Regions from separate parts of the Mus musculus genome. Here all the other regions are linked to region 1. A link is a contact called in public HiChIP or PLAC-seq data. All regions are on one chromosome and are shown on one strand. Each heading gives the region's core, a stretch centred on a gene start, on an enhancer-like site or on the middle of the called end of the contact. The rest is flanking DNA. Distances are from core to core; before and after follow the strand shown.

Region 1 (3,149 bases), core at 216-2,715:
ATCCCTGACCTTTGAAAGAACTCTGTGCACCAGGACCTGGGAGGTAGACTCTGACGTTCCTTCTCAGGATGGAAACAGTGGGAACGGAGGAGTTCCCAAAATGTTCATTCATTCATTCATTCATTCACAAGTTCATTCACTCATTCCTTCAACAGACGCTGAGTACTTGGGCAGGGAGCTCTACACTGCAGACAACAGAGTCAACTAGAAGACTAAGGATGTATGTAGCTCAGTCGGTAGAGCGCTTCCTTAGCAAGCGTGAAGCCCTAGGTTCTACTCCCAGCACCCCATAAACTAAGCATAGTGGTGCATGCCTGTGATCCTAGTACCTAGGAGGTGGAACAACAAGACCATCCTTAGCTAGGAGGGGATTTGAGGGGCTACATGAGACCCAGCCTGCTGAGCAGAAATTAATTCATTAAAAGCAGTAGAGGGACTGGGAGACGGCCACTGGCTGCTCTTGCAGAGGAAGGTATGATCACCAGCTCTCACAAGGTGGCTCACAACTGTAACCGCAGACAGGGGACTCGATACCTTCTTCTGGCCTCTGCGAGCACCAGGCACATAAGGGTACATAAACGGACATGCGAGTGAACAATGCAACATATACATAAAATATACGAAAAACTGAATTTAAAAGCCCTGGAACTGGAAAGGGTGGCACATGCCTGTGATCCCAGCACCTCCCTGGAGGCAGAGACAGGGGGATTGCATGCAGCAAGTCTGAGTCTAGCCTGGCTGCTTAGTGAGAGAGACCTGTCTTCAAATAAAACAAAACAAACAAGCCTTGGTGGGTACCTCGATGTGAAAGACACATCAGAGGCAGGAGAAACCCCTCCCACCGCTGGATGCCCCACGGCCCTCCTGATGCTGGGCCTGCCTCCTCGGTGCAAGCTGGAACCCAAGAGGCATTTTAAACTTTTAATTGACAGATCTCACTGTAGCTCTAGCTGTCCTGAACTAACTATGTATACCAGGCTGGCTTCAAACATACAGAGATCTGCCTACCTCTTTTTACAGAGTGCTGGAATTAAAAGTGTGCCCCACCATACTTTTTTTTTTTTCTCTTCCCATACTTTTTTTTTTAATTAGGTATTTTCCTCGTTTACATTTTCAATGCTATCCCAAAAGTCCCCCATACCCATCCCCCAACCCCACCATACTTATAGACGGAACAGAACACTGAAGCGGGCATGTAAGTGGCCAGAGAAAGCAGAGGCACCGGACTGGTGGCACAACCTGAAATCCTTACGCTTGGGAAGTGGAGAACTGAGAGGGTCAGGAGTTTAAGATCATCCTCAGCTCCGTGTGAGTCTCCATCTCGAAACACAACACAAAACAAAAACTCCACACCAAACCAAACCGAAACTACGTTAAACAAAGCCAGAGCTGAGTGAGTCAGGGCCCTTTTCCCCCTCCACTCCAAGTGCAAATACAGGATAGGACAGAGGAGGGGACCACGGGACCCACCCGGGCCTGAGAAAGTTCCTCATGTTTCAGAGAACAGGGACTTGAGCAAACAAGGGTGACTTCATGCCCAGGCAAGAATTACCCGAGCAATATAGTTTATAGTTCTCAAACTCAAGGGCACTAAAGCACTTGCCATTGCCACAGTGCCACAGGGAGTCAGGACTGGCTCAGCGCCCGCCCACCCACAAGTAGAAGCAGCTTTGGCTCATTATTATAATATATTCTTTCTTTTGAATTGTGTGTGTGTGTGTGTGTGTGTGTGAGTGCATGAGCACATGCAAGTGTGCCTCAGGAGGCTGGAAAAGGGTACCGGGTCCCTTGGAGCTGGAGTTAGGATCCACACGATCTGGGTGTTGGAAACTGAAACAGGGTCCTCTGCAAGAGCAGGAGGTGCTTTCAACTGCCGAGCCATCTCTCCAGTCCCTGAAGATATTTTCAAAGCCTACATGTTGGGCTCCACTTGTAATCCCAGTACAAGAAGCAGTCGCAGGACCTTCTCTGCGAGTTCAAAGCCAGGCTGGACGGCATAGTGAGAGACAGTCTCAAAAAATACCAGCAACAAAAACCAGGGGCTGGGCTGTGATTCTGCAACCTCATCATTTGAGAGGAAGAGAGGCAGAGGCAGAGGGTCGGTCTGGATTCCAGGTCATCCTCTGCCATGTCTGTAATTCCAAGTTGAATGAACTGTGCACTGTCACAGGCACAGGTGACCTTGCAGGGATTCAGGGGCAGGCACTCTGGCCTCCAGTCTCCAGATTCTCTGTGCCCACTTCCCAGTCCTCCATCCCCTTATCTCTCAATCCCCCACCCCCCATTCTGAGCTCTTTCCATGCTCCTTTCCATAGGCAGAAGGCTCCGTTGACTCCCCTATTTGTGGGAATCAGGGTTCTCCAGATAGGAAATAGAAAAAAATTTCCCTTCTAGGTCTTCAGTGAGATAAGAAAGCTATGGTTAAAAGTCACCACAACCTGGGCTTCTAACGGAGACAGCAGAGGCACTCAGCCCACCTTGATCAGCTGCCCCACCACAGATGCAGGTCAGGGCTGGGGGAAACTTCGAGAAGGTATATATGTAATAGGCATGGCTCTGAATATGTCATGAGCTCACTCACTGCAAATGGAGGACACTGAAGCACAAGACTTTTACTGGTCCCGGGTGATAGGTAAGGAAGGGTGCTGTGATCCAGCCCTGGACCTCTGGCTCTGGCTTCCCAGTGTGATGGGCAGCTCTGTTCTCTCATTGACTCTGGGGAGCTGAAAGCCCTGGGGTCGGTCCTCCAAGTCACTGTCGGCTCTGAGCAGAAGGCAGCAAGACCAATAATAAGACCCATTCTCTGTCTGTCTTTTTTTTTTAAAGATTTATTTATTATATGTGAGTACACTGCAGCTGTCTTTAGACACACCAGAAGAGGGCATCAGATCCTATTACAGATGGTTGTTTGTGAGCCACCATGTAGTTGCTGGGATTTGAACTCAGGACCTCTGGAAGAGCAGTCAGTGCCCCTTAACCGCTGAGCCATCTCTCCAGCCTTTGTTGTTGTTTTTTTTGAGACAGGGTTTCTCTGTGTAGCCCTGGCTGACTTAGAACTTGCTCTGTAGATCAGGCTGACCTCAAACTCAGGAATCCGCCTGCCTCTGCCTCCCATGTGCTTGTATTAAAGGCTTGCGCCACCACCACCA
Region 2 (3,149 bases), core at 269-2,768, 670 kb after region 1:
AATCCCAGCAACCACATGGTGGCTCACAACCACCCGTAATGAGATCTGATGCCCTCTTCTGGTGCGTCTGAAGACAGCTACAGTGTACTTACATATAATAAATAAATAAATAAATCTTAAAAAAAAAAAAAGATATAATATAGAGGGGATTGAAAAAAATGTAATACAGAAAATGTTATAGATACATTACATAAGATACAATATGATATAATATTAAATATATATTTTTTGAGATAGGATCTCATGTGTCATAAGCTGGTCTTGAACTTGTGACATTGACGAGAACGACCTTGAGATGCCAATTCTCCTGCATCTGCTTCCAAGTGCTGAGATGAGAGGTTGAGCTACCAGATGCAGTTTCTGCCATGCTGGGGTCGGAGCCCAGGGTCTGGTGCATGCTAGATGAGTGCTCCAACAACTGAGCCATGTCCCCACTCCTCAGAACGATTTCCCATTAAACCAAGATGGCTTCCCATGGGCCTTAGAATAAGCCCATTTTGGCCTGTGTAATGGGCACATCCATGGTAGTAAGGCATCTCCTTTACTCTGAGCTCCAGGTCTACACACACACACACACACACACACACACACACCCCTTCCCGTCCCCCTCCAGGCCCTGACTGTCCACAGGGAGATATGACACCCCACCCCACCCCCATGCAGTGGCTTCCTCTGTATTCATCATGTCATCGTGTACAATGCATTTTCTTGCCTTAATCCTTGGCTTTTGTCACAGATTCCTCCTGACCTCAGCAAGGTTATGGCCATAAAGAAGTCACCTTTGAGCCTCTCAGTGGTGGCAGACCCCCTTAATGCCAGAGGCAGAGGCAGGAGGATCTTTGTGAGTTTGAAGCCAGCCTGGTCTACAGAGCAAGTTCCAGGATGGTCAGGGCTACACAGAGAATCCATCTGGGAAAACAAAAAAAAGTCTTCTTGGCAGAAATTCCTCTACATGGCCCATCTAAGTTCATTTTCTCTCTCTCTCTCTCTCTCTCTCTCTCTCTCTCTCTCTCTCTCACACACACACACACACACACAGACACACACACACACAGACACACACACACACACACACACTCATATCTATGCATTTCCACTCATACACATACCTCTCACACAAGCTAATAGCTGAAGAAATGCCCTCCCTCCCACAGGCCGCCCCACTCATCTGGCCATTTAATCACACTCAGCCTGCCAGACTCATTAACTCCCCGCCCGCCCCCGCCCGCCCCCGTGCCTGCCTCCCTTGGTAGATCTTAGGGAGAGGAAACACAAATCCGATTCTTCCAAGCCCCAGATTTAAGCATCCTGGGAGTCTCTGAGCCCCCCCCCCCCCATCTGCTTCCCACCTACTTTCCAGCAGAGATCTCCTCCAGGCCCCTGCCCAGGCCCCAGGCTGGCTCGCTCAGCTCCCTGCCCCCCTCCTCAGCTCTCTGTCCCTGGAATGCTCCCACCCCCTCCCCAGAAGACTCCTACTCATTCCTGCGCGGGCCACTTCACCCTCCAGCTGACTTAGTCATTCTCTGTGCTACCTCTCTTCGCCCTGGCCCTGGCTGAGTAATGCCTCAAAATAGCAGCTGGTGTCTTCCCTGCCAGCCCTCGAAAGTGCCAGGCACCAGGCAAGCACCTTTAGCTATTGCATTTGGCCTGGATAAGCTGCCCTGCCCCCAGCCACAGACTTCGAGCCCACTCACAAACCTGACTCCCTACAGGCAGCTGAGCCACACTCATTAATTAACCTACAGGGTCTTCCTTTGCTGCCCCAACTCCTGGGCTCAAGTGGTGCTCCCTGTCTCGGTCTCCCCACTGGCTGAAATTACAGGTGTGGCCCACATTCTTTATTCCTTATTTCCCCCTCATGGAGCTGAAGATGAAGTTGAATCACACCCACATGCTAGATAAGTGATCCATCTCCAGGGTGTGTGTGTGTGTGTGTGTGTGTGTGTGTGTGAGTGTGACATACATGCATGTGAAAACAACTTGCACAAGTTGGTTCTCCTTTGCCATCACACGGGTCTCAGGAACAGAACTCAGAGCATCAGGGTTGGCCCACAAGTACCTTTACCCACTGAGCCATCTCTAGCATGTAACTAGTTCATCTAGGTTTGGTCTCCCTGCAATGCCAGCATTAGAGAACAGATAGATTATTTTGTGATGTTTTTCTTAACGATTGGGTTCAGAACAGGTGCTGGGAAATATTATTACACAAGGAATTATTAATCCATGTATCAATAACATGAAGGAATATCAATACATGTATGCTTCTTTCTTCCACCTCTTCCCTAAGGAGAGCTAGCCCTGCCTGGGGTTCTCTGATTGGTGCCAACTCTAGTGGTGCCCTCCATTCATGATCGTGGGCCACTGCCTCCAAGGGACAGCCGATGGCTATTTCTCAAGGGTTTAATGGAACAGGACTCTATTCGAGTCTTCTCGGGATTGCTCATCTGACCCTTAGCTGACTGTCAGTCTGTGAACCATGAAGGGCTGGCCGTGTGTGTGTGTGTGTGTGTGTGTGTGTGTGTGTGTGTATTGTTTCTGTTGCTTTTTGATTTTGGTTTTGAGACAAGGTCTCTGTGGCCCTGGCAGGCCTGGAAGGTTCTGCCATCCTCCTGCCTCTACTTTCCCAATGCTGGGGTTATGGGGGTGCCCCAGCATCTCATTTCTGTTGTTAGTCCACTTTTATCTCTGCCTGCGTTCCCTGCACATGTGGGGTGTGGCGACATTTACTACCCTAATGAAGCCTATTAAGACAATGGGCAATAAAAATAATTAAACAACAGTAATGAGAGTGGAGGTGCTCCGCAAGGAGTCCTCACTCCTGTCATATGGCCTAAGTGTGCTGCGTGCGAATTAAAACCATCAGACAATTAGCTCTTGTTATCCTAATTTCATAGATATCTTAACGGAGTTTCAGAGACCTTGAGTAGGTCCCACAGCGACAGCAGCAGACACAGACCTTACCTGTAGCTTGAGGACTGTTCTTGTTTGTTTCACTGATTAATTTTTAACAGTCTCATTATCTTACGATAGCCTGAAACTAACTGTAGTCTAGGCTGGCTTGACACAAGCTATGCTACAGCCATTTGAGAGACAGGAACCTCAGCTGAGCAAATGCCCCCAGAAGACTGGGCTGTAAGCAGGCAAGCTTC
Region 3 (3,149 bases), core at 377-2,876, 550 kb after region 1:
CAGTCCCCTGGTAACGTGGTGTCCCATGGGTCCTGCTACACCTGCCCCAGCCTTTGAAATCCTCGAAGCCCAGACGGCTCACAGCTCCCTCTTCCATGGTCCTTAATCGACTGCTCCCCTCTTTCCGGCATGCTTTCTCCTGACTCCAGGTTTCCAGCTGCTCCTTTCTTGTCAAGACCATGGCCAGCCATTATTTTATTGTATTTGAAATTGTCTTTCTGTGTAAGGTAGCTCAGACTGTCTTCAGTCTCACGTGTACTGCAGGCCTTCCTGCCTCGGCTTCCCAGGTCCTGTAGCTGCAGGGATATTTTCGCAGTCGATTAGCGCTGTGCGCATTGTTCACCTTCCAGTTACTCCTTGGCACTGGGACTGTGGGCTTCATGTTCCCAAGCCGCTGACATGATGTCTGGCGCGTTGCTCCCCTTTGCTAGCTGGCTTCCTCTTTGATCCGTCGGTGGACACTTTACCTTACACCCTGAGCCGGGCAGCGTTTAGTGTGCTTGACCTGTCCTTTGCTTGCTTGCTTGCTTGCTTGCTTGCTTGCTTGCTTGCTTGCTTGTTTGCTTGCTTGTTTTGGTTTGTCTGCTTGTTTGGGACAAGGTCTTTTTATGTAGCCCTGGCTGTTCTGGAACTGGCTACAAAGACAAGGCTGCTCTGAAACTCAGAATTCTTCCTCCCTCTGCCTCCAAGTGCTAGGATTAAAGTTGTGCACCACCATGCCCTGTTCTGTTCTGTCCTTGACCATTGTTTGGTGCTGGGGAGTGCACTCTTCCTGTGTCTCATAGGCATATTAGCTAAGCCCCTACCAAGCCTGGAAACCCTTTCTGAGGAAGAACTGTGTAACACCTGCTGGTGGTGACTCTAGCAGAATCTTGCATGAGCCTACACTTCATCTCAGAGGGCCTGTCCAGGCCATGTTGATGCATGATAGGACTGAGTTCCTCCTCGCTGCTCCCCCTGACATGTGCATGACTTGCCGATCTAGCTTTGTGTTATAGGGCACTGCCAGAGAGAGAGAGGGCATCGGTGGGAGCCAGGCTGAGCTGAGAGGAAGTGGAGGGGCTGAGTCAGGCCATCAGGCTGCAGGAAGCAGCTTCCTTAGCATATGCCTCTGTGGCTGGGGAGAAGGGAGTCGTGTGTTCTCAGCGTTAGGTCATTCTGACCACGTTGCTTCTGTGTTTTCATTTGTGTGGTATTTCCTGAGATTCTGATCTTGCCAGAAAGTGCCCAGCAAAAATTCTGGACAAGTGAGGTGTTTCTCTGCATTGGTACCTAACCCCCTCTTGAAGTGTTATCCTGGTCCAGCCCTGAAGACCATTCAGGGCTTGGTTTTTTGGACACTCCTTCCCCTTGGAGCTTGTGAAATGAGTGGTGTGGTTTGAATGGAGAAGGAAGGCCCTAGTCTGTCCAGGGAGTCTGGCTTGTCTATCCTGGCCCTGCCAGTCTGCTGCTCCTGTGCAGAGAGTTGTCTGGGGTGCTTAAGCCTCAGTGCATTTCACACAAGGGGGCTCACTCCTGTGTGAAGGTGATTGAGTTTACAGCAGAGGCATTTGTGGTCTTCTGTGGGATGAGCAGAACTCCTCTGGTGAGTGACAGCAGGAGACAGAGAAGATCGACTATGATCAGAGTGCACAGAGCAGGCTTGTGGCCTAGGAGGAGGCGTCTGCCCTGCCCAGCATCCTCTCTGTGCAGCTCTGCTACTGTGGAGCCTCAAGTCTCCATTCTCCCCAGTTTGAAGGGGACAGACACTGTGCCCAGGCTGCTGATGTGCCCAGCCAGCAAGACCAAGCCTGTAGCTCCCCAGATCTGTGTAAAAACAGAGCTTTGAAACATGGGCCCACCTTTCTTAGAGTACAGGCTGAAGGTTAGAAGTGGAAGAGATGAGAATGGAGTGGTCACAGGACTGGTATGGAGGCTGGTGGGGTTTCCAATGTATAGGTCTGGGCTGGGCCTATGCTGCTATAGCCACTGCAGTGGCCACTAGCAGTTGCAGACATGGGGGAATCTTAGGGCTGTTTCCCTATAAGAAAACAAGCATGTGACATGGCCCTGGGCTTGGTAACCCAGCTCTGTGGCTTCTCCCTGAGCATACCTTGTGATGCCGCACAGGCTGCAGGCATTCTGGTCTGTCATGGCTACTACTTGCCTCCGTGTTTAGGGACTTTCTGTACCTGCCAGTGCCCACTGAAGAAGATGGCAAAAGCAAGCATGAGCTTGTAACCACAGAGCTGAATAAACACTGGAAAATGGACGATAGTAACCTTCAGAAACACTTGTTTTTAAATGTCCCTGAGTAATCAGTTCTAAACTGAGAGAGGCTTTCATAAAAACTGTCCAGGTCTCAGTGTCCCAGGACACCTGGCTTGTGAGGTACACAGCACCTTCAATTGTACCTGGGTCACTTCACAGAAGAGTGTTGAGATGGACTTTCCTTAGCTGGCACAGGCTCAGAATGGTAACCATGCGTGACAGTACAGACAGTTCTCCGTGGATGTGCCACACCTCAGGAGCTCGGAGTTTGCTTGGCACTCAGGTTGTGTTTTCCTGTAGACACTGCCGGAAGTTAGTTACATGCACACCCTGCACGCAGCATAAAGTTACATAAACCCCCTTAGTTTACCTGAAGCTCTATTACTATCACATGACTTCATGTGGCAATGGTTTTTATGAATGAGTAGCATTGGGGTTCGCCTGGAGGCTTATGTCTGCCTGCCCCTTTCCAGGCTCCTACGCCACTGGAGGCAATCTTTCTACCTGCCTGCCTGCCTGCCTCCCTCCCTCCCTTCCTTCCTTTTAAGTCAGTCTGATGCTGAGGGATTCAGTAGGACAGAGTGATTTGGGCTCAGAGTAAGTGTGAGCCCCAGAACTATCATCAGGCTAGAGTCATGGGGTCTGGAGAGCAGCGACAGGCAGCTAGGGCGTCTTCATGGCTTCTGTGCTTTATGGATTCCCAGGTAAGAGCCCATTGGGTGTTTGCCTCTGGTCTACAGAGTCAGTCGCCTATTTCTGGACCGCATGGTCTTCTGTAGCAGCCTGGTACAGTGTCAAGTGCTTTGCAGGGTTCTCATGAGTAATGCTGCCTGCCGTGAGGGCCGTGGGACCCAGGTGACTCATCGCAGACATGCATGAACTCGGTGTCACTCGCATCC

The links. HiChIP or PLAC-seq counts read pairs in DNA pulled down with a chosen protein or histone mark.
Region 2: a FOXA1 HiChIP or PLAC-seq map of pancreatic cancer cells shows a contact between it and region 1. The contact joins two enhancer-like sites. A contact is called at or near these places in 1 of 115 datasets of contacts at active chromatin or transcription factors (pancreatic cancer cells) and 1 of 9 other capture datasets (adipose tissue).
Region 3: a FOXA1 HiChIP or PLAC-seq map of pancreatic cancer cells shows a contact between it and region 1. The contact joins two enhancer-like sites. A contact is called at or near these places in 2 of 115 datasets of contacts at active chromatin or transcription factors (bone marrow-derived macrophages and pancreatic cancer cells).

What each region holds. Positions count from the first base shown.
Region 1 is chr2:167,401,741-167,404,889 of GRCm38.p6, forward strand. No RefSeq gene overlaps it. Among named protein-coding and RNA genes, the nearest start is that of Slc9a8, 18 kb to the right of the region's middle. Within about 2 kb of position 1,466, at least 35 of the 459 cell types and tissues checked have an H3K27ac peak or open chromatin away from gene starts, as enhancers often do. A contact at or near this core is called in pancreatic cancer cells, where this site is marked.
Region 2 is chr2:168,071,468-168,074,616 of GRCm38.p6, forward strand. No RefSeq gene overlaps it. Among named protein-coding and RNA genes, the nearest start is that of Gm33108, 3.6 kb to the left of the region's middle. Within about 2 kb of position 1,519, at least 133 of the 459 cell types and tissues checked have an H3K27ac peak or open chromatin away from gene starts, as enhancers often do. A contact at or near this core is called in pancreatic cancer cells, where this site is marked.
Region 3 is chr2:167,948,370-167,951,518 of GRCm38.p6, forward strand. The region is part of intron 1 of Ptpn1 (protein tyrosine phosphatase, non-receptor type 1); the gene reads left to right. Among named protein-coding and RNA genes, the nearest start is that of Ptpn1, 18 kb to the left of the region's middle. Within about 2 kb of position 1,627, at least 200 of the 459 cell types and tissues checked have an H3K27ac peak or open chromatin away from gene starts, as enhancers often do. A contact at or near this core is called in pancreatic cancer cells, where this site is marked.